Regions from separate parts of the Mus musculus genome. Here regions 1, 2, 3, 4, 5 and 7 are each linked to region 6. A link is a contact called in public promoter capture Hi-C data. All regions are on one chromosome and are shown on one strand. Each heading gives the region's core, a stretch centred on a gene start, on an enhancer-like site or on the middle of the called end of the contact. The rest is flanking DNA. Distances are from core to core; before and after follow the strand shown.

Region 1 (3,467 bases), core at 105-2,604, 1.8 Mb after region 6:
ACTTACACCACCTGATGTCCACCCCACCACTGTTCATCCAACTGCCAACGTTCCAGTGCAGGGGGTGGCTCATCTCCTTACCAGAGTCTATAGACAGGATACTCAGTGACCTGATTCCTAGCTCTAGTCTTGGAGTTCAAACCCAATATAAGACACAGACCCGCCCAAAAAAAAAAGACAGTTGCAAACATCTCTAAGGCAAGCAAGAGACCAGGCAACGAGACCAAGGAGTTCAAGGTTTGACGACAAAGGACAGGGAAAGATTCCAACTAGGAAGGTAGGCCAAGCCGTAGCGCTTAAAAGGCAACAGACCTTAGATGTTAGTGGTCCCAACAGATGCAGCTGTCTGGGACCACTCAAATCGTCCTATGCTTCCTTAAGGAAGCCATGGCTGTCACTCAGAAGTTACACCCAGCACTCCAACGCAGCATCTGAGGGCTTCCCGAGTCAAAAGGTAAATTCCCCAGCTGCACCGGAGCGTTAAAAGATCAGCTGGGATGAGACAGGTCCCTGGAGTCTAGGAGCCCGTCTGTGCCGCCGCTCTGCACAGCTCTAATGAAGCAGACACACAGTCCTCAGACTCCCCGGAGAAAGTGCCCTGGGGCTCTTTGTTTGGAAACATTCTTGGATCCTCAGGTGTCTGAGGCACTTCCCCTCCCCAGAGGATGCTCTTCAAGTACAATCCAAGTTAATGCTTTCATTTATTTATTTATTTATTTATTTATGTTTTGAATGGGTGGGCTATGAACTGTAGGACAGAGGGGGACGACCTACCTCCCACCCCAAACCTCCGGCGCTCATATTACGGGGCGGGGACCAAGGGGCTCTTTGCCTAGGTCATTCTGAGCCCATGGGAGGGAGGGTGCTTCTTGGCTCTCAAGAAGCTTTGTAAACAGAGGCTGCAGCCAGGCTGACTTTTGCCTTCACACATTCCTTTGGGGCCAGCACAGGAAGTTGACAGAAGACTGGGGGCGGGCATACTAATCGGGCGGACTGGGATCAGGGGCAGATCGGGGCCCTCAGGCGGGGAGACCGAGGCCCCGGGGCCTGAACGGCGACGGGGAGTCGGGGTTACGGCGGCGGCGAAATGTGTAAGGTGGGCAGTGGTCGCCCGACAGGATCCTCAGAACCCCCAGGGTGGGGTCCTGGGTAGGGGTGGGGTGTCTCGGCCAAGCCCTGGGAAAATGAGGATCCCGGAAGGGCCGGCCACCCAGTCCCTTCGCCCTGCCGCCCTGTGGCCTCATGGGCAGCCACTCCGCACCACCGCTAGGCCCGCGGCTCCAACCTACCGGCGCCGCCGCGGGGACCCAGGACGCACCTCTGCGCCGCCTCCGCCGCTCCAACATGGCCGCCTGCTGCGCGCCGGAAGTACACCGTGCTTCCGCTTCCGGGATCTAGCCCGCCTGGTGACCCTTGACCCCTAGAACTCTCCCCTCCCCCCCCAAGTCTGGGGGCGGAGCAGGTTGAGTACTTCGGAGGGCTGCCTGGAGGGGGTGGCCTCGGAGGTGACAAGTCCAAACCTATCTGATCCAGTATGGGAGCCTGTGCACATAGAAGGCAAAAGTCACAGGATCCCAGTCAGGATTGGACTAAGGACCACTTTTCTAAAATGTCCTGGTAATATAGGAGTCAAAGTGACTCCTGGCAAGCTCTATGCTATTCTACACCCCAGGACCTTACTCTTTCTCTGGCACCTGATCAGAAGAGAGTGTGCCTGACAGGGATTATCTCAGGAAAGTCCCCTTGTTTCACCACACAAGTACTTCCTGAAAGAGTAGCAGGCGCTCCTCTCCTGAGAATGGGCTTAACCCTGGCACACTGCATGAAAAGCTGGTATATACATGTAGGCACAAGTAATACACAGCAGCCTGGGGCTGTAGATGGCCAGTCTGTAAGTCACAGTACATCAATGTGGGCCTGAATATACTTGCTCAGGTATGTATACACAGTGGAGTGCCAAGATCTGGCTCAGCCAAAGCACCTCGAATGGCACAAAGTAACACTTTTCAGTCGTTACAGTGCCCAGAATCCGTTGGCTCTGTTGGCAAAGAGATTGCAAACTCAGTCCTACCTATGTCCTGTAGACAACACAAGATGGTTAGTTACAGAGCCCTCTCCTCAGCAGTATTTGAGGACACAGGTTAAAACTAACTCTAGGAATCTGAGACCTCAGATGAACAGTCAGCATATTTTCCAAACCTTGTCCTTTTTGGAGACAGTGTATCCCTACATAGCCCTGGATTCCTGGGATCAAAGGTGGCATGTGCTGCCATGCCTGGCTTCACAGCTTTAAGGAAAGGACCCCCTTGTCAGATGCTTCCTAGTCCAGTTTAGGAGGCATCAGGAAAGCTTTGGTTTCATGGATGAGGGAGTGAAGGCATCTGGACCTGTCTAAGAGTTTGGGGTAGGTAGACAAGGGTGTTTGAAGTGCTTCATGTGGGAGCTGGATACTAGCCTTCTTCCTCTTTTGTACGACTGAAAGATCCTTAGCTGTTCTGTGTTTCCCAGCCTATGTAGAGGGATCTGTCATCTTTAAAGATAAGTATCAACCACCCATCAATACCCAAGGCCTCACTTGATGCCTGTTTACTTCTCAGAGCTTTGGCACCGACAGGAGACTCCTGACAGTTTCTGGGTAGCCAAGTACCCAAGAGGAACCACAAAATCTGCGGGCAGTCTGGGGTCAGTACCTCCAGTCATTTCTCTTGGTAGAGAAAAAGGGCCTTATGGACCTACACCAGGATGAGCCATAACTATGCAAACAGAAGCCACTTCTGCCAAGAGGCAGAGCTTGGTGCCTTCCAGGCATAGTAGCAGGCCAGATGTGCTCTAGCAGGCCAAATGTGCCCTAGAAGGAGATTCCTCTCTTGCATTATCAAACCCAGAGGTCAGAGCAAAATGGAGGACAAGAAGGCTGGGTCCATTCTCTCTCTGTTCCTTCTCTCTATGGCTACTGAGGGAACGGTGAAAGTGAGGGAACCTAGCTATCAAAGGGGGATACACCTTGGTGTTACAACTGATGTGGGACTCTCATCAGAGCACAGCTGTCACTTGACCTGGTTCTTGACAGCTGCTGGCTCTACATCGGCGTAACCTGAGGCAGCGAGGTTGAGGTGGGAAGACACCTGAGGCATTTCCATGGTCCATCCCTTGCTCTCTACTTGACATCTTCCATGGTCATTGGTGAGGTGAAGCCACATCCATCTTATCGGAGACAACTGGTTGACCAGGTGGGTTAAGATACAGTTTGGGAAAGATTTGCTTTAATAGGTCCTACTTTGAAAAGCCAGAGCCGGGGCTGGAGAGATGGCTCAGCGGTTAAGAGCACTGACTGCTCTTCCAGAGGTCCTGAGTTCAAATCCCAGCAACTACATGGTGGCTCACAACCATCTGTAATGAGATCTGATGCCCCCTCTTCTGGTGTGTGTCTGCAGACATCTACAGTGTACTCATATAAATAAAATAAA
Region 2 (3,620 bases), core at 309-2,808, 1.5 Mb after region 6:
GTCTAGTCCTGCTACTGACACACTTGAATTCTACTCTTAAAAGAAAACTAGAATACAGGTAAACCAGTCTGAGTTACACTCAATAGTTTAACCAACTTGATCTCCAAAAAGATTTAGTAGGCAGTCAGATGGCCTGTTCACACCAAACATAAGTACTCATTTTGTATTTCTATCTGTGGATAGCTGCTAAAATTAAAACAAAACCCTACAATTACACTCTCCACGGCAACAACTTGGTAAATAAGCATCTCCCATCTCTTAAAATGTTATCCCAGGGAAAGTGCAAATACAGCAAACATTTTAAATACTGAAAATCAACAACAATGCTGTCAACAAGGAAGGTCCTTTAAATTTTTCAAAATGTTTGTCTGCATCATATTTGCTGTTTCAAAACTGCCAGGGCTTCTTTCTTTTGGATCTTTTTATTTTCATAAATATTTATTAGTTGACAATTCCAAACATGTATACAATGTATTTTGACCATATCCATCCCCCTGGTCCCTTCTTATCCCCCTCCCACTGCCTCTGGATCCCTTCAGTACTTTTTCTTACAAATATTCGAAATTATTTTGTTCTTGCTCTATGTACATTTCTGCTAACAAAATGTTTATTTACATGCGATGACTAGCTCTATTTCCTTTCGCGTGTAAGAAGAGCCCTAGATTTCACCAGTTCCTACATTTTTCCCCATTTTCCCGCTAGTACAGCTTTCTTGATATTTGATAGAAATTAAAATCCTAAAAACGAATCAAGTCATTAGGAAGGATGCAGAAGATAGATGCAGTCTTGTTATCAAATATGAATAAAATCCCACTCGTGGTAGGAGCATCAGCATAAGAAGAAGAAAAAAGAAGACACCTTCTGATCCATTTTAAGATCTTAAAGGAGAAGAAGGGGAAAAAAAAAAAACCAATAAGGTTGGATGCGCAGATCACCCTCTCCCCCGCCTTTCCGGGATCAAAGAGGAGCTGACTGGCACAACTGACGTTCAACACCCAAAATGGCTGCACATCTGCAGGCCCAGGTAACAACAGTACCTGAGGATCCGGGCTGACCCTTCCATCCAAAGATAAAGACCCCATCCTCAAAGACCAGGGAGATCGTGGCCGGGGGACCTCTGTGAGACCAGAGATCCTGTCCTCCACCGGAAGACCCAGGGAGACCGCTTCAAAACCGGAGAAAGACACTGTCGTCGTCCCCCGCCCCCTCCCCTCCCCCGGTTCCGGGAGACCCTCCAATGCCGGGGGGAAGATTCTGCCCCGTCTCGGTGGGCAACGCTACTCTCCCCAGTAACTGCAAGGTACAATGGCCCCCCGTAAATAGGGAAGGGATGACTACACAAAAAAAGGGGGAGACCGCTTCTCAATGACAGCCATAGGACCCCCTTCACAAACCCAAGCCTCCCAGGGATCCCGGAGCCCGGCCGCTACCAGCACCGAAAACCTCTTCCCCTGAGCCCCGGGGTGACAGGGCCACGGGCCGGGCGGGGCGGGCGTTACCTGCGGCCACAGCCCAGTCCCGCGACGCTTCCGTCCTATTGTTTCTCTTCCACCAAAATGGCTGCGGCCGCGCTCAGCCCCGCCCCCCAACCTCGCTCCCAGGGCCCCTCGCTATTGGCTCGCACCCGAAGCCGCGCAAGCGGACTGGGCGGCCTGGAAGACTGTTGCTAGGGCGCCGGGATTCGCTTGGGGCGGCTTCCTGAATGGGCAAGGGGCGGGAAGAGGCGGGGCGTTGTCCTGAGTGAGGAGGGTGGCCAGTCTGTTCTGGAGTTGAAGTAACTGATGGGCTGTGTGCCAAATGGATCGATTGCAGGATGCCTAGGGTAAGGGTGGATGGACAGACAGTCCTGGTTTGCCCCGCACTGGGGAGTTTCCTAGGATACAGGAATGTCAAGGCCAGTATTCATTCTGTGATAAACTGCAAAGCTGGTCAACCTAGCAGATGGATGGACAGAACTACATGTCGCTAAGATGGATAAAGGGATAGCAGCAGGGAACAGAGAGAATGACTACAGACGATAGACAAATACATGGCTCTATAGGAGGCCAGTAAGACGGCTCAACAGGTCAAGCCGTTGCTCTGTTTCTCTCTGGCTCTTTGTCTCTGTCTCTCTCTCACTCACAAACACACACTCACACCACACACACTATAATAATTTTTAAAAAATGTTTAGACAGGTGAACAGATGAGTGGACAGACAGACAAGATAAAAGCCAATAGAAGTCTGATCAGAGGGATGTATAGGGTCCTCGGTAAATTGATAGGTCTGGAGCATAGAGCTCATCCAAGACTCCTTTGTCTGGAGCCTGTGTCATTCAGAAGGTCTCCTGCATGAGTGAACGAGTGTCAGCGCAGCCAGGAAAGGCAAGGAGCACGATGGGAACCATGGGCATGGGATGACCTCCTTCTTGGCTATTGGCCTTTCTGTAAAGGATGCCAGAGTTGTAACCCTGCATCCTGGGCATTAGCAAAGATGTAGCTCATAGGTTTTTAAAACTGAAGTATTTATTAAGCACCTACACTCTGCAGTGAGTGCAGTAAACAGATTTTTTTAATCCCTGCTTTCTAAAGGTGGACAAGAGAAACTCCTATTACCAACAGGTTCCTCTTGGAATCGCCTTCCCTTGAGGCCTTCATGGCTCTGTGTTCAGTTCTGTCTAGTTTTTCTTTTTCACATTTTTTCCTCTCTGTCTATACCCACTTACCCCGGGTCGTGGTTTTGTTTTTAAAATATTAACTAATTGAGTCCAGATCCCTCTCTGTAGCCCAGGCTGGCCTCAAAATTAAGGCAATTCTTCAGCATCAACCTTCCTCTTACTGGGATTACAGGCATGAACCGAGAGGCCCAGGTTTCAGGTTTAAATGCCAACTTCATGTTAATCGACCCCAAAAGTGTTTGCCCAGTTCAGGCTCTTCCTGGTTCAGTGTTCAGCTGTTGATAGACAGCCTGCCCTCTGGCTGTGTGTGTTCCTTGACTGTTTCCGTATGGCTGTTGTCGTATTGTTTGTTTTGCATTCATCTGTTGTGCCAGGAGCTTGTGCTGTCTCAGGAACACACCACTTTTTGACATGACCGTGATTTGAGTACCTAAACCCCTACAAGTCTCTCTCCAGATCAGTGTCACAGTTCCCGCCCAGCCCCCTGTTGACCTTGCTGCCTTCAGCCCACTCTCCATCTATCAGCCTGTGGATTAATAACCACTCCCCAGAGAGGCTCCAGAGGCAGCTAGACTCTCAGGCTTGCCCACTCCCGCCTATCTATGCCTCCTCTGCTGGCCTCCAGCTCAGTCTCAAAGTGCACTGCACACACGGTGCCCAGTCAGGGCTGGCCTCAGTGGTTCTCTATGCCTGAAAGATCAGCCTTCCACAGGCTGTACCTCAGAGCTCTCACACCCTCACATTTTAGACTCTAACTTCTCGCTCTGTCCTCAGCACTGGAGACTACCTTTATTTTCTACCCTGTTCTACTTCCTTCCTCCCCCAGCAATTATGATCATATGGAATATTTTTTACTTTTTTTTTTTTAACACAAGATCTCATTCACTGTAGGCTGATTTCCTTGCCTCCAACTCTCAAGAGCTGGTATTACAGGTGTGCATTCCCTGGCTTTTTTTGGTCTGT
Region 3 (3,403 bases), core at 817-3,316, 1.7 Mb after region 6:
TGTGTGTAGGGGTGTGCCGTGCTACCAGAGATCTCTGTTCCCTCTTCTTATGAAGATGGAGGACCATTGGTGCTGATCGCTTATTGCTACCTATTTCCTTCTGACCCAGAAAACTCCAGTACCTATCATCTTCTGGGTTAGGAAGATTAACAAAGTACTCAAGGATAACTAGATTAGCTAATAAACTTCTGGCATTTAGTGACCCTGAAGAAGCCTGCCATTGTAGAATGTTGGAAGTGAGCTGTCGATATAGCACTTTACTGCATTGGGAGAGGGGGGAACATAGGTCAGCCTAAGAGCAGCGTTCAAAAGAAAATGCCTTGGGCTGGTGAGATGGCTCAGTGGGTAAGAGCACCTGACTGCTCTTCTGAAGGTCGGGAGTTCAAATCCCAGCAACCACATGGTGGCTCACAACCATCTGAAACAAGACTCCCTCTTCTGGAGTGTCTGAAGACAGCTACAGAAGAAAGAAAGGAAGAAAAGAAAGAAAGAAGAGAAAGAAAGCAAGCATGAATTTACTGGGAATCAGATATAAAATTAATAATACATTGTGAAAAATTACTGTTTTAAAAAAAAATGCCTTGGCCGCTGCTTTATAATCTGAGTTTTATTTTCTTCAGAGGTGTCCTGATTAGGGGAAAGCCTTCCACCCTCCCTCTTCCCATCCAGGAGCTAAGGCAAGCGTCACAAACAGCACCTGCTTCATTTTGAGGGACACTGGGTGGAGCCCAACCTGGGCACCCTGGGCAGCCTCTCACCAAAGTCTGACTTGCAGGATTCCCTCAGTGGTCCAGTCTGACTGCCGAAGGACCTTCAAGAATATCTTGAATATCTTGGTGCATACCTAGTAACTCCAGCATTTTAAAATATATATATTCAGACACTCCAGAAGAGGGTATCAGATCTCATTACTGATGGTTGTGAGCCACCATGTGGTTGCTGGGATTTGAACTCAGGACCTTCGGAAGAGCAATCAGTACTCTTAACCACTGAGCCATCTCTCCAGCCCTAACTTCAGCATCTGAGAGGTGGAGGCAGGAGAATAAATTTATCCTCTGCTCCTTTCAAGTTTGATGAGCAAGCCTGAACTATATGAGACCCTGTCTGGGTTGGTTTTTGTTTTGGGGTGTTTTTTTTGTTTTTTTGTTTTTGGTTTTTTTTTTGGTTTGGTTTGGTTTTTTGTTTGTGTGTATTGTTTAAAAACAATTTAATAATAAGCCGGGTGTAGTGGTGCATGCCTTTAATCCCAGCACTCGGGAGGCAAGAGGCAGGGGGATTTCTGAGTTTGAGGCCAGCCTGGTCTACAAAGTGAGTTCCAGGACAGCCAGGGCTACATAGGGAAACCTTGTCTCGAAAAAACAAAACAAAACAAAACAAACAAACAAACAAAAAACAACAAGAAAAAAATTTTAATAAAAGCAAAAACGGAAGCTGGAGAGAGGCTCTTTAGCTAAGATCCATCTTGGAGAACACACCGGTTCTAGTCCCAGCACCAACATAGAGACTTAAAAACGTCTGTAAGTCTCTCCAGCTCCAACGCCCCTTCTGTCCTCATATACAGACATGCATGGAGTGCACATACCCATAAACAAACCACCCCATAGACATAAAATGTTTTAGTTAAATAAATCGAACTCGTGGGAACTGCTCTATAATCTCATCATCCAGTGTGCAGTCATTGGCCTCAGCATCCCACTATGTCGTATGTCCCATTTCTATCACTCTCTGACTCCCTTCTCCCAAGAGTGAGAAAATGCCCACTACACTTTCTGGGGCCGGGGGGGGGGGGGGGGGGCGTCTTCTCCCGGGAACCAAGAAACTACTAGTTGCAATGGTGTCTGTCCTAACGGTGCTCCGCTGATGTGCCTCCATGTTTGTGGATGGCCTTCTGCACTGGAGTATATACAGCTCCATAAACGACCAGCCGGGTGTGAGCGAGGTCCCAGGATCTCAGTATGGACCGATGGGTGCGGCTCCGTGTAGGCACAGCATCCCGGAGCACCGTCTCCTAGTGACCGCCGGGCGCGCTGACTCTGCCGTCCGGGTCCCAGCGACTGCGCAACGCGAGCACCCCCGCGGCCCCTCCCCTGGGCGCGCGCGCGACCTGGGCGCCATGGCGGCAGCGGTGGCGACCGTGCAGCGGCCTGAGGCTGAGACAGTCGAGGAGGCCTCAAATCTTCAGTGGCCGCTACCACCGGAGCATCGCCCTTCCGGGGCAGCGACCAGACCAGGCGATAGTGAAGACGCCCCGGTGCGGCCACTGTGCAAGCCGCGGGGCATCTGTTCCCGTGCCTACTTCTTGGTGCTGATGGTGTTCGTGCACCTGTACTTGGGCAACGTGCTGGCCCTGCTGCTCTTCGTGCACTACAGCAACGGAGACGAGAGCACAGACCCCGGACCCCAGCGCCGCGAGCAGAGCCCCCAGCCAGTGCCAACCTTGGGTCCCCTCACCCGGCTGGAGGGCATCAAGGTAAGAACATCCCCTCCTCTCCCGCCCCGAGCGGAGCTTCAAGCACTGCCAAGCCGAGCCAGAAGGAACCGTGGCTCAGCTCTGGGCCACCACGGTGCCCCACGCATCACTGTGTGCGGGTCACGCGCGCGCCTACTTACTTTGCTACTGTCGCTCCCTGACACGGGACTTTTTCTTGAGCAGTGCGGCCTGGCACACCAGCTGCCTGCTGTGTATTTTTCCTTTAGGTGGGATATGAGCGGAAAGTCCAGGTGGTCGCGGGCAGGGATCACTTCATCCGAACCCTCAGCCTCAAGCCGCTGCTTTTTGGTAAGTCTGCAGGACACTTCTGGGAAGGGCCGGGGAGGCTGCAGTGTCCACCCCAAGGCTTCTTTTGACCGTGTGTTTACTATTTTGAACATGGCTGCTTCGTAGATGCGCTCTCTGAATCCAGTTTACTAAAATAGAGCTTCCTTTTCCGTAACCGGACAGAGAGGTTCGTTTTCCACACTTCCCTCAGCGGACCCTTCCATCATAGGCTGGGCAGCACGACCCTGAGACAAATGTTCCAACTGTTTATTGAAGTTATCTTTGGGCAGTCTGTGCTACGAATCTATCACCTTCCAGATCAGGGCAGGGTGAGAGACTGATAACCAGGTGCCAGCTGACCCGGGGGCCTCTGGGGAGATCACATTCCCAAAGCTAATCCTGTGGTCTGATGAGAATCAGGCCGTCCATATTGGAATGAACTGACAACCCTCAAAGCCAGCGGCCCCCCCCCCCCCAGAGGGGCACCATTCAAAGGCCCAACTTCTTGCTTCCAGTATTCAAGATTCTTAGGACTCCTGTCTTTCACCCTTCATGGGCAGAGCCTATTAGGGTGACCCATTTTAGCCACATCACACACAGCTCCTGTTTTCTGAGTTCTTAGTAGATGATAGGCTTCAAACACCT
Region 4 (3,605 bases), core at 53-2,552, 1.8 Mb after region 6:
ATTACAAAGAAAAAAACCGGCAAAGCATTGATCAAGTTAATCAAGGTTAAGAAACAGCCCTTATCAAGAACAGAAAGGCAAGCCCCTCCCACCCACGCGGAGGTGGAAAAAAAAAAGGGGGGGGGGAGGCTGCATTTAAGTGAGGATTTAAAGCGGAATTTTAGAGCTCCGAGAGTTTGATACCATATACAGAGGAGGATCTCTTTCCGGAGCGCACAGAGGTGACGTGTATCAACTGCGCTTATGGAAGAATCGGTTCTAATGGAAGAAAAGCGGGGCCTGGTAATGGTAACCTTCTCTCCTCAGCACAAAGCACCAGTACAAGGTGAGGAAACCCATGGGGACCCAATGCCCTCTCCGGCCAGCAGGACTCGGTTTCCCAAGCAGAGCAGCACCCTCCCCAAGCACCCACCCAGTCCTTGGGCCTCGCTTAAGTAACAGCATTCTTCAGTTAGTACGAGCACTCCTGTCCGCCTCCCGGAGGAGCGGAGCCGCAAGCCAGACCGCAAAGCCGCTATGTTTCTCCGCAGACCTAGGCCACCGCTGCCCCGGACGTCACGAGGACAAGGGCCCAACCCTCAACCTTCCCCAGTCGGCAGGTCGGTCGTCCGCCAGGCCGCTCGCCCGCCCGCCCGTCTGCCCTCCTCTTGGAAGGGGCGTCCGGCGCGCACTCCGGACAGCGTGAGCGACCAACAGCAGGGCGCGCGCCGCAAAACCGGGGGGTCGCGGGGTGGCGCGCGCCCCGGAAGCCGTTCTAGCCCACGGGCCACAGCTGAGAGCCAACGGGGACGCGCACGTCGGGCGGCTACGCGCAACGAGAGGACCGCACAGCGCGCACGATAACGCACGCGCGCGCGCAGAAAAATGAGAAAAAAAAAAAAAAGAAAAAAAAAAGCCACGCTCGTGCGCGCGCGCCTCCGCGCGCCCCCGTGCGCCGCGCCCACCCGCCCCTCAGGCCCGCCCCTCCCCCACCCGTGGGGCGGAGGCTCGCGAGCCGAGGGACGTTCTCCGCTCTGAAGCCGCCCTGAGGTCGCCTGGGCCCAGCGGCAGCGGCCCGCCCGCCCCCGCCCGCCCGCCGTTGTGTAGGGTGGGCCTGCCGCCTTCGAGCCAGAGCCTTGCTGCGTCCCCGCCCTCACCAGAGCCCTCACCCGGCGACGTCACCGCCGCCGCTGCCTCCGTTCTACCCGCCGGCCCCGCTTCACCGCCCGGGGCCTCGGTTCTGCCGTCGCCGCTCCGAGACCGACAGGATTTTCTCCTCACAGCTCCCTGGGCGCCATCTTACATTCAGCCCTCACGGCCAATGGGAGCCGAAGGCCCTTCTCGCGAGAACCGGAGCGTCGGATCCCGCGAGAGCTGCCTGCCAGGCTTAAAGGGAACGCTGCAGCCACAGAGGGAACCGGTTGGAGTGGAGAGCGTACCCCTCGTTGTGGGAAGGAGCGCCACGCCCATGGGCACCCCTCCATGCGGGGCGGGGCTTAGGCCCGGGGTTCAGCATCCAGGGGTATTTTGCCCCTGCCCTGGGTCTGAAAGCATGCTTTTTGAAGCCACCTACGGTGTCCCGCTAGCGCCTCCTCTAGTTGCACAGTTCCACGCGAGGCGGGGCCGGGCCTAGCTCGGCCTCGTGGTTAAGGTGGCCCCCTTTCAAACCCCTGAACTGGGCGCAGCTTTAACCATTGTGCCGCGCCTGGGAAGCGCTCGGGGCGTTAGTGCACGGGAGAAAACAGCTTCAGGAACCCCCAGCACCACCTCTCATCTGAGATCGCTTTGCCACAGTCAGGTCCACCTTAAAGCAGGCCTTGGGTAGCCTAGTGTTTGTATACAGGGAAAATGTGGAAGGCTTTAAAGCTGCAGGCACTCACCTACAGCCTCACCAGAAGCTCCCAGCAACCCAGGGGGCCCTCAGTCTGGGGCAAACCTTAGTGCCTTCTGCACTTGTTCCTGTCCTAGCAAACTCTAATCTTCAAATTCTTCAGAAGTCAATTTCTGAGACGGGGTCCAATCCAAGGGCCAGCATAGCCAGGAATCTCATCTCAGCACCGTATAGACATCCAGGGAGTTTGCTGGGGTCCCCAAACTGGAAAGGCCACAACAGCATTCATGATTTATCTCACTATGCTTAAATAGTTGACAGGGCTTTTTTCTAAATGATCACACGGGGGGTCATGTGTCTCTTGATCTCTAGCCACAAAGACACAAACCTAGATCCCTCCATAGGACTGGTGACTGTGCAACAGCATCTCTGGGGTTCTCAGGTTTATCATAGTAAGTGCTGAGCTAATTCCAGCCATGCACCTGCCTTTGAGAACCAAGTGCAGTAGTGACTTTGTGGCTGGCTCTTTTCTGGGGAAGTGCATTCTTCCAGAAGACATATGAGACCCACCACTGCCAGCTAACAAACTATTTCTCCAGGGTCCTCAGATATTAGAAAGGCAGACAACAGAGAGACGCCAGAGGGATTTAGTTATTCTTTATTGAAACGGAGTGTGGAGTGCTGAAGGGCACCCCCAGCCTCCAGGATGAGGTAGGGCCACATGTATTCAGTTCATATTTTGCCTGGGTCTTCTTTTAGTGTGACAGTTCGGTTGAAGACAATCTGAAAGGCAGTAGAAGAAAAATGACCAACAACCCCGAACCGGGCTTCTTACTTCCCCTTCATCACCTAGGAGGTGAGGTATCATGGAGGTGAGGTACCAAGGTTGTCAATAACTCTGTAATTTCAGATAAAGGACTAGATGCCTGTGCTGTGCCTTAGTTTCATGAGGATTATGACAAACTCTAAGCTTGCCTGCTACTTTGAAGAGTAAAAAAGTTAGGGCCGGGGCTGGAGAGGTGGCTCAGCAGTTGAGAGCACCGACTGCTCTTCCAGAGGTTCTGAGTTCAATTCACAACATGATGGCTCACAACCATCTGTAATGGGATCTGATGCCCTCTTCTGGTGTGTCTGAAGACAGCAGCAGCATACTAACATAAAATAAAATAAATCTTAAAAAAAGTTAGAGCCCTATAAAATTTTGTGCTTGGACTTAACTGGAAAGTAATGAATGTCCCTCCCAACTTATTTGGAGAATGCTAAGGGGATGTAGGGAGAGTGTTTATCACAGTGAACAGCTTCCACCATCAGTACACAGAAGGGTATAGGTGGGTCAAATTAAGCACCTGTCCTTGATGGCTGTCTGGATCCACAGAGAAGTACCCAAGGCGCTCAAACTGGAACTTGTCAAAGGGCTTTGCCAAAGCCACAGAGCAGTCCACTAATGCTCCTTCTACCACTTGTAGTGACGCCTGCAGACAGAGAATCCAAGTGGCTGTCCAGCTCAGAAGCCCACCACCCTCACCTCACATTCTATGAGCCTACCGGGTTCAGGTCACTTAGGAATCCACCAGGCACTTCAACAGGGTCTTCGGGGTTCTTGTGCTGGAATCTGTAGCCAGAGTGAAAGTCAGGCCCTTGCTGGAGAGCCACAGCATGCAATTCCCATCCTGTGACAGTCTCAATTCCAGCTATGTTCACTCACAGGCACTCATAGAGGCGAATCTCACACACCAAAGGCTGTGATACCCAGTGAATAAAGGCCTTGGGCTTCTCTCCAGCATCAGCTCGTCTA
Region 5 (3,559 bases), core at 564-3,063, 1.2 Mb after region 6:
CCAGAGTCTCCTTCCCTTGTGGGAAAGTGGGAGCTACAATTCCTTTTTTGCCAGTTTGTCAAACAGCAACGGGTAAAATGTAGGGGTTCCTCACAGGGATTCAATACAAGCACATCCTGGGTTATAGTGGTGCTCAGCAGAGCTGCCTGGGCTTTGGGGGCCCCGATCCTGGTCCTGGAAGCAGTAAGCTGTTGGTGAGATTCAAGTCTGAAAGCCTGAGACTACCACTACTTGTACCCCACTTGTGCAGGCAAGCAGTTGTAGACGTAGCTAGAGCACCTTAGAAATGCCCGCCAAAGCCCTGTGACAACCGTCTGTTCTACATGGGATGGGTACTATCTCTTCTTGTTCCAGGTAGTATGGCTCTTGGCCAAGCTGAGTGTACAGAGCCCTGCCCCCGCTGGCATTGGTTCTGACTGTCACTGCAATGTAGAGGTGAGTGGCCAGAGACCAGCATCATGGATGCTCAGTTAGTTAAGAGCAATCCTGTTGATCTTGAAGTGGTGAGGTGAGTAAGTCTCTGGACCTCAGGCTGTGCCCTCTCACCCTAGGCAGTCAGAGCGCTCACTGTGATGTTGCACAGGCAATGGCTGACGGTGCGGCGGGCAGGAGGTCCAAGGACCCACCAGCAGAAGCAGACGATACGCTGTCTGCGGGACACTGTGCTGCTGCTGCATAGCCTATCTCAGAAGGACAAGCTCTTCACTGTGCACTGTGTCGAGGTCCTGCATCAGTACGACCAGGTGATGCCAGGGGTCAGCATGCTGATTCGAGCCCTTCCTGATGTGACTGACTGTGAAGGTAAGCTAGCACGACACTGTCCTAGCCTTCGTGTGCCTCTGTCAGACTCCTTTCCATGAGTCTCCCCTTGCCTCCAGAGCCATTCCTGGCACATGGGTATTACCTTCCTGCTCTGGGTCTTTGAGTATGACAGGTTCCCATTTGATGGTGTCTATTGAATTGGCCTCGCTGAGCCATGGTTTTCCACAAAGATCTGTCCGAATTGCCTTTGTGTCACTTTTGCTCACAGTCGCTGAGGGAGCAAAGCCTGTGCATAGAAGGGACTGGTTGGTTCCTGTGACGCTAGGGAGCATGGGGGCCTCCAAGCCCCCACGCTGTCGAGTTAACCTCAGACCCCTCTTCCTTTTGGCTCAGAGGCTGCCCTGGATGACCTCTGTGCTGCGGAGACTGATTTGGAAGACTCTGAGATGGACTGTAACTGAGGGCCTGAGCATCCAGCCACAAGGTGGCGCCAGCTCCCACCGCCGTCTTTGCCATATCCACTGATTAAAACTGCACTTCCTGCTGAGAACACAAGCTTTGTTTCCTGAGTCCGATTTGTGTGGCTGAGAGGGAGGGACAGGGCAGACCAAGAATTGATGAGATGACTCCTGCTGGAGTTGAGATGGCCCCCATGGTAACTGATCTGCCCTGAGGAAAAACCCTGCCCCTCTTCGGGAATTACCCTGAGTCATAGCTTTGGGCGGGGGCCGTGGTGGGGGCAGGGGTACGTTTGTGGCCAAGGAGGCAGCCCTTTTTAGGAAGGCCTGGATCAAGGACTGGGGGAAAGACAAGAAAAGGCAGAGGCTCACGGGCACATTTGAATCCTAGAGACAACCCAGTTTGAGTTGTCAGTGTTGGGGCAGTAGTCCATTTTACCAGCCAGCAGGATCACAGATATGGATCTAGGAAGGCCTTTGGGGTGCTTGGGGAGGGAGGGAGGAGCGTCAGCACGAGGGCCAGGCCTGGCAGGCTAACAGCAGGGCGGGCCCTGTTCAGGAGGCAGGCCTATGGGTGGACCCAGGCAGTTTTACTTCCTCAGCCACACTGCTGCCAGCAGCAGACCCAGCGGAGTGCCTTGCTGCCTGCTTCTCGGTAAGTGTGGAGTAAGGGTATGGGGTAAGGCAGAAGAGAATAGGGTTCCCTCACCCTGAAGGTAGTCAGCACTAGGGGAAGGGCCTCCCTCAAAAGGCAAATAAGTAGTGGATCCATCCCACTAGAACAACCCTGCCCTCCAGCTTCTAGTGGCCCTGGATAGTACCTGCTGAAGGGAAGGGCTGAGCTGCCTTTCTGCACCCCACCTCAGCCCACTTGAGACCTTCCTGCTGCTACTCATTACCCCATCTCCTCCCCAGGTTCAGCATGGGCTCACAGACCCTGCCCCATGGTCACATGCAGACCCTCATCTTCTTAGACCTGGAAGCCACTGGCCTGCCTTCGTCTCGGCCCGAAGTCACAGAGCTGTGCCTGCTGGCTGTCCACAGACGTGCTCTGGAGAACACTTCCATTTCTCAGGGACATCCACCTCCAGTGCCCAGACCGCCCCGTGTGGTGGACAAGCTCTCTCTGTGCATTGCTCCAGGGAAAGCCTGTAGCCCTGGGGCCAGTGAGATCACAGGTCTGAGCAAAGCTGAGCTGGAAGTACAGGGGCGTCAACGCTTCGATGACAACCTGGCCATCCTGCTCCGAGCCTTCCTGCAGCGCCAGCCACAGCCTTGCTGCCTTGTGGCACACAACGGTGACCGCTATGACTTTCCTCTGCTCCAGACAGAGCTTGCTAGGCTGAGCACTCCCAGTCCCCTAGATGGTACCTTCTGTGTGGACAGCATCGCTGCCCTAAAGGCCTTGGAACAAGCTAGCAGCCCCTCAGGGAATGGTTCGAGGAAAAGCTACAGCCTGGGCAGCATCTACACCCGCCTGTACTGGCAAGCACCGACAGACTCACATACTGCTGAAGGTGATGTTCTAACCCTGCTCAGCATCTGTCAGTGGAAGCCACAGGCCCTACTGCAGTGGGTGGACGAACATGCCCGGCCCTTTAGCACCGTCAAGCCCATGTACGGCACTCCGGCTACCACTGGAACAACCAACCTAAGGCCACATGCTGCCACAGCTACTACACCCCTGGCCACAGCCAATGGAAGTCCCAGCAATGGCAGGAGCAGGCGACCTAAGAGTCCTCCTCCAGAGAAGGTCCCAGAAGCCCCATCACAGGAGGGGCTGCTGGCCCCACTGAGCCTGCTGACCCTCCTGACCTTGGCAATAGCCACTCTGTATGGACTCTTCCTGGCCTCACCTGGGCAGTAAGTCAAGAGGGGAAATATGATGAATAAAGACTTCCATAGCACTGACTGCTTGCCGCCTCTGCTTCTCAGCCTGGGCCTCTGGCCATGCTCAGGCCCTAGGGATGAGGTACAGTCCCTCTCTCCTGCTCTCTTAGCAGGACAATCAAACCTGTTAGGCTAATTAACAGAGGGAAGAAACAAGTTCAAGAAGTAGACAGAAATAGTTTTTGGTGTAGAGCCAAGGCCAGCTGCCTAGGCGCTGAAGAAAGGGGAAGCGGGTCCAATGTTGCATTTATTAGAAATGAGGGTGCGGAGTCTGAATGCTCAGAAACACCAATCAACACAAAGCTAAAACAGCCAGTGAAACAGGAACCAACAGGGAATATGGAGGTATTCACATCTGGGCCGGAGATACCACCTAGGCCCTCCACCCCACCTTTGGTCCAGATAACCCATTGGCCTTGGTGTCCCTGCTACTGGGACAAACTGGACTG
Region 6 (3,724 bases), core at 892-3,391:
TATCTCTGGTTTCCAGTGAGTAGAACGGGCCTTCAGAAAAGGTCTCCCATGCAGAACTTGGAAGGCTGGGGCAACAGGGTTGTGAGACAAAGGCCAGACTAAGCAGACTGTGGTTCCTTTCAGCACCTGAGAGACAGAGGGTGGCGGGACTCTGTGAGCCCGAGACTAGTCTAGTCTACACCGTGAGTTTCAAGCCAGCATGGCTACACAGACATAAGAAACAAAAGCAAAAACAAAGGAACAAAAAAATACCAGCCTGATATGCTCAAGTCAGACCATCTTGAAACAGAGTTATTTTGTTCTGTTTGTTTTGAGGCAGGAACTCACCCTACAGGCTGTTCTAGGCTGGCCTAGAACTCACAGAGATCTGCCTGTTGTTGCCCCTGCCACCACACACCTAATTGTACGATGTTTTAAGTAGTGTCTTAGGCCCTAAGATGCTCCCTGGCGTCTGTGTCTGTAACAGTGAATGGGGAGGGGAAAAAAAAAAAACGGTTTTAGTTTTGGGTTTGTGGTTGTGGTATCTGTGTCTGCATGTGCATGGACATGTGTGTGCAGGCACACATGTAGGGAGACTTGAAGTCGGGGCTGGGTGTCTTCTTCAGCCGCTTTCCATTCTTTCCAATTTATCAAGGTAGGGAATCTTAATGACTAGGCAATCTGAACTAATGCAGCCAGCCAGCTTGCCCCAGGGATCCCACCTCTGCCTCTTTAGTGCTGGGATGACAGGTGTCCTCTTGCCTACCTGGCTTTGACGTGGGTTCTTGGAACCCAAATTCCACTTCTATACTTGGTGCCAAGCCCTATATCCACTGTTCTATCCCCTGGCCCAATTCTTGACAAGGCCTCTGATGACAAAGATCTCCCAGTGACTGTGGTTCAGACGGGACTCTTATCACAGCAATCGCTGGAAAGCCCTATGAAGATGGTCTCTGCATTGCCTAACTACCTGCTGTAGTTCTGTAAGTAACAGACAACATTGGGACCAAGGGCTGTCACACACCACCTCAATGCTGTACCAACCTAGGGAAAACCTGTCCAATGCCTCTGGGTTTCAGCTGTGTCCCTCTCCTCCCTCCCCCCAATATAAAATGCCAAATCACACTGCCTGGCCTTGAAACACATTTCCCACCCAAAGTGGTCACTTCCTGCTGTCACTCTGGACCTGGGAAATGCCCTAGCAACTAGAAAAGTAGTCAGAACTGGAGGTCTGAACAGTCAAGAACTGTTAGGCAAATAAAACCCAGAAGGATCGCAGGGCAGTGGTGGCACACGCCTTTGATCCCAGCACTTGGGAGGCAGAGACAGGCAGATTTCTTGAGTTCAAGGCCTAGCCTGGTCTACAGAGTGAGTTCCAGGACAGCCAGAGCTACACAGAGAAACCCTGTCTCAAAAAACAAAAAAAACAAATAAGCAACCAAACAACCAAAATCCACAAGATCTATTTAAAGCTTTCCATATGTGGTGTGTTTGCTGCAAATTACAGAATAAAACAGATATACTCCTGGGAGAGGTAACCCCTAAGTGAAAATGTGAAAGACATTTCGAGGTTCCATGGAGAGTGAGGAGGTTGGGAAAAACAGAGGGGATGGAATATGCTGAGGCCTTTTTGCAACCAGATATCATCAGAACTAGGAAGAGTGCAAGCAGTGTTCCGTGCAACCTGTAAAATGTTCCATGGTGGAAGGAGATTCAGGACAGATAAAAGGATCTCCTCTAGGGCCTGCTCTGCAACCATCTTTGGGCGCCAGTGTGGCACGGAGCACATGGTCCTGGGGCTGGAAGCGAACACGCAAGATAGTCCAGAAACCCATCTTCCAAAGGCCCAGGAATGCGACTGCAGCCTCGGCGAGCCCTCTCCAGACTACAACTCCCAGATGCCCTCGGTTTACGGCAGACGCGCCTACTCCACCGCGCAGCGTCCCGGATGCAATCCTGCACGCTCCCGGGACCTGCCCTCTTCCGGTCCGCACGACATCTTACCTGCTCGGTCTTGTCTGGGGTGGTGCTGAGAAGGTTGTTGAGTTCCGGAAACATCGTGAACTGGGATAAAAATTATGGTTCTACAGAAAGAATGAAGGTCCAAGAACAGCACCCACAAGACCGTGCTCGCGAGCGCGAGAAAGCGCGCATGCGTGATCTCGCTGCCGGACTCGAGTCAGCCAATCAGGCTTGGGGTTGTGATGCTGCTGCTGCTGCTGCGCAAGCGCGTGAGCACGTATGCTCGTAAAGCTGAGCCTTAGAGCGATCTCTCATTCGGGCAATGGACCATTGTGCTGCTCTCAGTAGGTGCGGGTCCACACAGTGCTGGTGCTCCCTCACGATTTAGCACGAGCAGGCGAGCTTTCTCTTTCCGTTGCTCCCCCTCCCTCCGCACCTCCGGGTCTTAGTTGCTCCACGTCTTCCTAGTGTATTGCTCACAAACTTGGGCTAGATACATGGAACACATAGAGAAATGTTTGCAGGATCTTCGCAAAAAGAGAGAACAAACCTTACTAGCACAGAATTACATCCTGAAGAGCTTTTTGTATAAAGCAGAAGCCAGGAGGCCAAAGAGATGGCTCAGGGAATAAACGCTCTTCTTCCTCCCTCTGAAGACCACCCACATTGGGTTGCTCTACTTGTAACTCCAGCTCCAGGGGACCCGACGCCCTCTTCTGGGCTCTGCAGCACATGCACACACAATATACACAAAAAAATTTAAGGGGACTCAGAAGATTTTAGAGGACCCTAATTTGATTCTCATTATCCACTTGGCAACTTATAACCCTCTGTAACTACAGTCCCAGGGAATCTGATAGCCTCTTCTGGCCTCCAAGGGTACCAAGCATAGAAGTGGTGCACCTATACATACCATCAAAACGTATGCATAGTTTTATTTTAAATAAGCAAGGCCCTCCTCGGCCTTCTGCTAAAACAATAAAAGAACAAAAAAGAAAAGTCAGAGGGATACAGGTCAGTTGAAGAGTTCTTTCCTAGCATCAAAAACAACATAAAAAGCATGCTGCCAACATCTGTGATCTCAGCTGTCAGGAGGCTTAGGCAGGAGGGTTGCCAGCAAGTCTGAGCTTTGTGAAACTACCTCTAAAAAATAAAAATAATGGAACTGGGCGTTATGGGGCACACCTTTAATCCTAGTGTTCAGGAGGCAGAGGCAGGCAGATCTCTGGCAGTATGAGGCCATCCTGGTCTACAAAGTGAATCCAGGCTAGCCAGGCGAACACAGAAACCCCATCTCGAAAAAACAAGCAAGCAAACAAACAAAAAAGAGGAGGAGGAGGAAGAAGAGGAAGAAAGAAATATAAGCTAGTGGTGGTGGCACATACCTTTAATTTCAGCACTTAAGAAACAGAAGCAGGGCTGGTGAGATGGCTCAGTGGGTAAGAGCACCCGACTGCTCTTCTGAAGGTCCAGAGTTCAAATCCCAGCAACCACATGGTGGCTCACAACCATCTATAACAAGATCTGACTCCCTCTTCTGGTGTGTCTGAAGACAGCTACAGTGTACTTACATATAATAATAAATAAATCTTTAAAAAAAAAAAAAGAAACAGAAGCAGTCAGATCTCTGAATTCGAGACCAGCCTGATCTACAGATCAAATTCTAGGACAGCCAGATCTATACAGAAAAACAAAAACAAAACAAAACAAAAACACAACAAATAAACAAGTAAATGAAATAATGAAATATACAGAGGTTATATACAGAAACATACAGTTATGT
Region 7 (3,704 bases), core at 38-2,537, 1.4 Mb after region 6:
TTTATTTATTTATTATATGTAAGTACACTGTAGCTGTCTTCAGACGCACCAGAAGAGGGCATCAGATCTCATTACGGGTGGTTGTGAGCCACCATGTGGTTGCTGGGATTTGAACTCCGGACCTTCGGAAGAGCAGTCGGGTGCTCTTACCCACTGAGCCATCTCACCAGCCCTCTGGGGGTTCTAATATCCTTTTCCAACCTCCAAGGGCATTATGTACAGACATGGTGCACATACACACATGTAAGCCACTCGTGTAGGTAAAAGTAAGACCGGCTTAGACACACTAGTCTCCACCCCTCAGAGTATTGGTGTTAGACCTAAATCACAACACTGAGGACTCCAAATTCAGATACCCATGTTTGAGTACCAAGCTCTTTACCCACTGGGCCATCTTCCCCGTCCTTCAGAGGCATTTCTTGAAGTGTATTCCTGGCTACGTCTACAAATTACATAGCCTAGGTGGTGAGTCTAACAGACCTGGATGTCTTTCTGTAAATAACCTAAAGTCTGTGAAATCTCATTCTTTTTCGTGGCAAGAGAATAATCTCTTCTCTCGGGGAGGTAGAACGAAAAGCTGGAGGAGAGAATTCGGCCCCGTCTTTGGCAAGCACCATAATGTTGGCTGCCGGGTTAAGGCAGGGTTGAAGTCAGGTACAGGGATAAGCCCCGGCAGTAAGCCAGTCTCCACCCAAAACATGTAAGACTGGAGCCCAAGGTCACATCCCAACCTGGGACAACACGGCGGGCCTCACCTAGAGGACTGGCGCACACTTACCGTGCAGGTAGCATGCGAGGACTGCTCCGAGGCCACACGCAGCCCGTTGTCCAAGATGCTGACCTGGGTCTCCGGCACGCTCTGGAGGGCCTGGGCGAAGGTTGCGGTACCCCGCAAGGCAGGTAACCTCAGCAGGGCCGGCTAAAGGGAGAAGGCGACCATTGCAAGAACTGCTCGCCAAGCCTCTGGGACCTCGGCTCTCAAACCCAAGCCAGAGCAGATAACCATCCCCGCCCTCCGCCATGACCTTCCCACGGCCCTGACCCCCGCGACCTCCCCACTCCGACCCGCCACTGCTGAGACAGCCTGCTCCTCATCTGTGTACGAAAGCCCTGGGCCCTGCAGCCCAACGTCTCACTGCCACCTCACCGAGCGGCGGGTGCGAAGTAGCACTTGCGTCCCGGAGCAGGCCGCTCGGCAGACTGCGGACGCCGCCATCTTCTAACTTCCGTCAGTGTAGAGCCGCGCTGCGCATGCGCAGAGCGGAGTCTGAGGCGCAAGCGCTGTAAGGAAGACTTGGTGCTCAGTCGCCCCCTGTTGGGCAGCAAGTACGTTAGCAAGAATTGATCGCATGTAGTCATTTGGTCCGTGTGCCTCTAGGATCTTCGGGACATTTATCAACCTGCGAGGGAGGGGCCCTTCATCTGGTCCCATCTGAGACAGGTTCTATTCATCACCTTCTTCCACCTGAGGGAGGCGGTATGCAACTGTGGGAGATGCATTGTACGCCAGCAGCAGCTCTGAAACCTGGAGGGCAGTGGCTAGGCACAATTGAGCCCAAGGGCTAAAGCACTTGCCTGTCTGTGCAAGAAGGTGTCCACTAAAGTTAGTTTAAAAGAATAAAATATGCTTAAATGGTTGACTTGAAAGACGTTTAATAATATATTGCCAAATATATAGCACTTGGGAAATGGAGACACAGAAGAATCAGGAGTTCAAGGACATCCTCCTCTCTTGTGTAAGGAGTTCAAAACTACCCTGGGTTGTGTAAGACAGTGTCTCCAAAACGTAAGAAAAAAAACGTGTGTATGAAAAGAGGAACAATGTAGAGGTAATTTGTGGAATAGGGCTCCTTGTTTGGAATAAAATAACTAAGCAAAAAAGTTTTTTCTATTTTGTGATTATTTCAAAACTTTTTGTTTACTTTTTTTCTTAATTTTTTATTATTTAAATGCATTTTATACATCAAACATATTAATAATGTTGAGTACTTTGAGAATCAAATAATCCATAAATTTTTTTCAACTTTTATATTCATATCCTTTCATACCCTAAAATATCATTAATGAATATTTAATACTATCCATAACTGAGGATCCTATATCTAATGTTGAATACTAAATTGTTTCAAAACATGCAAAATATTCTTTGGGAGTTAAGCATAGTAAAAGAGCATAAAATATTAAAAATTAATCATTAAGAAATATATTCATGAGTTCGAGGCCAGCCTGGTCTACAAAGTGAGTTCCAGGACAGCCAGGGCTACACAGAGAAACCCTGTTTCAACAAAACAAAACAATAAAAAATGAGTTACAGGGACAAAGTTTGGAGTAGAGACTAAAGGAATGACCATCCAGAGACTGCCCCACCTGGGGATCCATCCCATAAACAACCACCAAACCCAGACACGATTGCGGATGCCAACAAGAGCTTGCTGGCAGGAGCCTGATAACGCTGTCTCCTGAAAGGCTCTCCCAGTGCTTGACAAATACAGAAGTGGATGCTCACAGCCATCTATTGGATGCGAAGCACAGGGTCCCCAATGAAGGAGCTGGAGAAAGGACCCAAGGAGCTGAAGGGGTTTGCAGCCCCATAGGAGAAACAATTATATGAACTAGCCAGTACTCCCCAGAGCTTCCTGGGACTAAATCACCAATCAAAGAAACCACATGGTGGGACTCATGGCTCTAGCTGCATATATAGCAGAGAATGGCCTAGTCGGACATCAATGGGAGGAGAGGCCCTTGGTCCTGTGACGGTTCTATGCCCCAGTATAGGGGAATGCCAGGGCCAGGAAGCAGGAGTGGGTGGGTTGAGAAGCAGGGGGAGCGGGGAGTGGATAGGGGGTTTTCAGACGGGAAACTAGGAAAGGGTATAATATTTGAAGTGTAAATAAAGAAAATATCTAATAAAAATAAAAACATATATATGTGTGTGTGTGTGTGTATGTGTGTTCAAAAGCCCTTATATGATACCACCTGACATAGTGAGAGAGTATTTAAAATGCATTATATATCTGTGTACATTGTCTAACAACCAGTTTACTTAAAAAAAATTATCAGTGTTTGTAGGAGAGAAATTATTTTACCATTAAGTATATTTTAAAATTTTCAAAATGGCAAAAACTCTTTGAAGTTAAACATTAAGAAAATGCTAATTTCAAGCACAGTGAGAAAAATTATCAATAATAAAAAAAAAACTATCTGAAATCAGATAAAAGATCCTTTGTGTGTATTGATTAACATTTTGTGGACCAAAAGTACGATTTAGAGAGGAAAATAAAGTGAAATAAAATCTTCTTTGCTGCTGGATAAGGTAGTAAGCGCCTTTAATCCCAGTGCTCAGGAGGCAGAGGTAACTAAGCCTTGTGCAGCATTCCAGGCTAGCCTGGTCTGCACAGTGAGCCAGGGATCTATAGTGAAGGCCTGTCGCAGGCACACAAAGGAAAAAACAAAAAACAAACCTAACTTACCTGCTTCCTTTTCTTGGAGAGACTGGGTCATGTGTAGCCCAAGCTGGCCTCAAATTCACTTTGAAGCCTTGGATAACCTGAACTTCTGATCCTTCTACCTCCCCCTCCCAGGTAATAGGATCATAGGTAAGGACCACCAGCTGCTTTCTGTGGTGCTGAGCAGTAAAACCAGGTTCTCACAAACACTAGGCAAATGCTACCAACTTAGTCACACTGTTAGCTCTCTTTCAGCTT

What was found. Promoter capture Hi-C pulls out the DNA fragments that hold promoters and counts their contacts.
Region 1: a promoter capture Hi-C map of liver shows a contact between it and region 6, with 3 times the contacts expected there. The contact joins the promoter of Ccdc71 here to the promoter of Elp6 in region 6. A contact is called at or near these places in 3 of 39 promoter capture datasets (the C10 cell line, liver and pre-B cells) and 2 of 115 datasets of contacts at active chromatin or transcription factors (embryonic stem cells and pancreatic cancer cells).
Region 2: a contact with region 6 is called in a promoter capture Hi-C map of hippocampal neurons, with 4 times the contacts expected there. The contact joins the promoter of Ip6k2 here to the promoter of Elp6 in region 6. A contact is called at or near these places in 3 of 39 promoter capture datasets (embryonic stem cells, hippocampal neurons and pre-B cells) and 3 of 115 datasets of contacts at active chromatin or transcription factors (differentiating embryonic stem cells, embryonic forebrain and large pre-B cells).
Region 3: a promoter capture Hi-C map of hippocampal neurons shows a contact between it and region 6, with 3 times the contacts expected there. The contact joins the promoter of P4htm here to the promoter of Elp6 in region 6. A contact is called at or near these places in 2 of 39 promoter capture datasets (hippocampal neurons and liver) and 1 of 115 datasets of contacts at active chromatin or transcription factors (pancreatic cancer cells).
Region 4: a promoter capture Hi-C map of pre-B cells shows a contact between it and region 6, with 2.6 times the contacts expected there. The contact joins the promoter of Qrich1 here to the promoter of Elp6 in region 6. A contact is called at or near these places in 5 of 39 promoter capture datasets (the 3T3-L1 cell line, cranial neural crest, frontonasal cranial neural crest and 2 more) and 1 of 115 datasets of contacts at active chromatin or transcription factors (pancreatic cancer cells).
Region 5: a contact with region 6 is called in a promoter capture Hi-C map of pre-B cells, with 4 times the contacts expected there. The contact joins the promoter of Trex1 here to the promoter of Elp6 in region 6. A contact is called at or near these places in 12 of 39 promoter capture datasets (3T3-L1-derived adipocytes, the C10 cell line, the HPC-7 cell line and 9 more) and 2 of 115 datasets of contacts at active chromatin or transcription factors (T-cell acute lymphoblastic leukemia and microglia).
Region 7: a contact with region 6 is called in a promoter capture Hi-C map of pre-B cells, with 2.0 times the contacts expected there. The contact joins the promoter of Uqcrc1 here to the promoter of Elp6 in region 6. A contact is called at or near these places in 4 of 39 promoter capture datasets (the 3T3-L1 cell line, embryonic stem cells, hippocampal neurons and 1 more).

What each region holds. Positions count from the first base shown.
Region 1 is chr9:108,458,440-108,461,906 of GRCm38.p6, reverse strand. Ccdc71 (coiled-coil domain containing 71) reads right to left here and starts at 1,354. Exons shown (of 2, transcript NM_133744.5): 1 at 1,290-1,354. It overlaps Gm51295 (predicted gene, 51295), which reads right to left and starts at 2,813; the gene lies at 2,747-2,813. It also overlaps a transcript of Klhdc8b not described here.
Region 2 is chr9:108,781,750-108,785,369 of GRCm38.p6, reverse strand. It overlaps Ip6k2 (inositol hexaphosphate kinase 2), which reads right to left and starts at 1,558. Exons shown (of 6, transcript NM_001379600.1): 1 at 1,500-1,558.
Region 3 is chr9:108,596,275-108,599,677 of GRCm38.p6, reverse strand. P4htm (prolyl 4-hydroxylase, transmembrane (endoplasmic reticulum)) reads left to right here and starts at 2,066. Exons shown (of 9, transcript NM_028944.4): 1 at 2,066-2,470; 2 at 2,698-2,779. The coding sequence starts at 2,114.
Region 4 is chr9:108,514,784-108,518,388 of GRCm38.p6, reverse strand. It overlaps Qrich1 (glutamine-rich 1), which reads right to left and starts at 1,302. Exons shown (of 10, transcript NM_175143.5): 1 at 1,149-1,302. Qars (glutaminyl-tRNA synthetase) reads right to left here. Exons shown (of 24, transcript NM_133794.2): 21 at 3,516-3,605; 22 at 3,356-3,422; 23 at 3,157-3,282; 24 at 2,448-2,593. The coding sequence ends at 2,543.
Region 5 is chr9:109,057,505-109,061,063 of GRCm38.p6, reverse strand. It overlaps Trex1 (three prime repair exonuclease 1), which reads left to right and starts at 1,813. Exons shown (of 2, transcript NM_001012236.1): 1 at 1,813-1,875; 2 at 2,136-3,132. The coding sequence starts at 2,143. The coding sequence ends at 3,087. Atrip (ATR interacting protein) reads left to right here. Exons shown (of 13, transcript NM_172774.3): 11 at 355-435; 12 at 552-801; 13 at 1,156-1,317. The coding sequence ends at 1,223. It overlaps Atrip-trex1 (Atrip-Trex1 readthrough), which reads left to right. Exons shown (of 14, transcript NR_153412.1): 11 at 355-435; 12 at 552-801; 13 at 1,156-1,875; 14 at 2,136-3,131. Shisa5 (shisa family member 5) reads right to left here. Exons shown (of 6, transcript NM_025858.3): 6 at 3,272-3,559.
Region 6 is chr9:110,303,609-110,307,332 of GRCm38.p6, reverse strand. It overlaps Elp6 (elongator acetyltransferase complex subunit 6), which reads right to left and starts at 2,141. Exons shown (of 7, transcript NM_001081381.1): 1 at 1,984-2,141. The coding sequence starts at 2,037.
Region 7 is chr9:108,934,231-108,937,934 of GRCm38.p6, reverse strand. Uqcrc1 (ubiquinol-cytochrome c reductase core protein 1) reads right to left here and starts at 1,287. Exons shown (of 13, transcript NM_025407.2): 1 at 1,148-1,287; 2 at 779-919. The coding sequence starts at 1,216.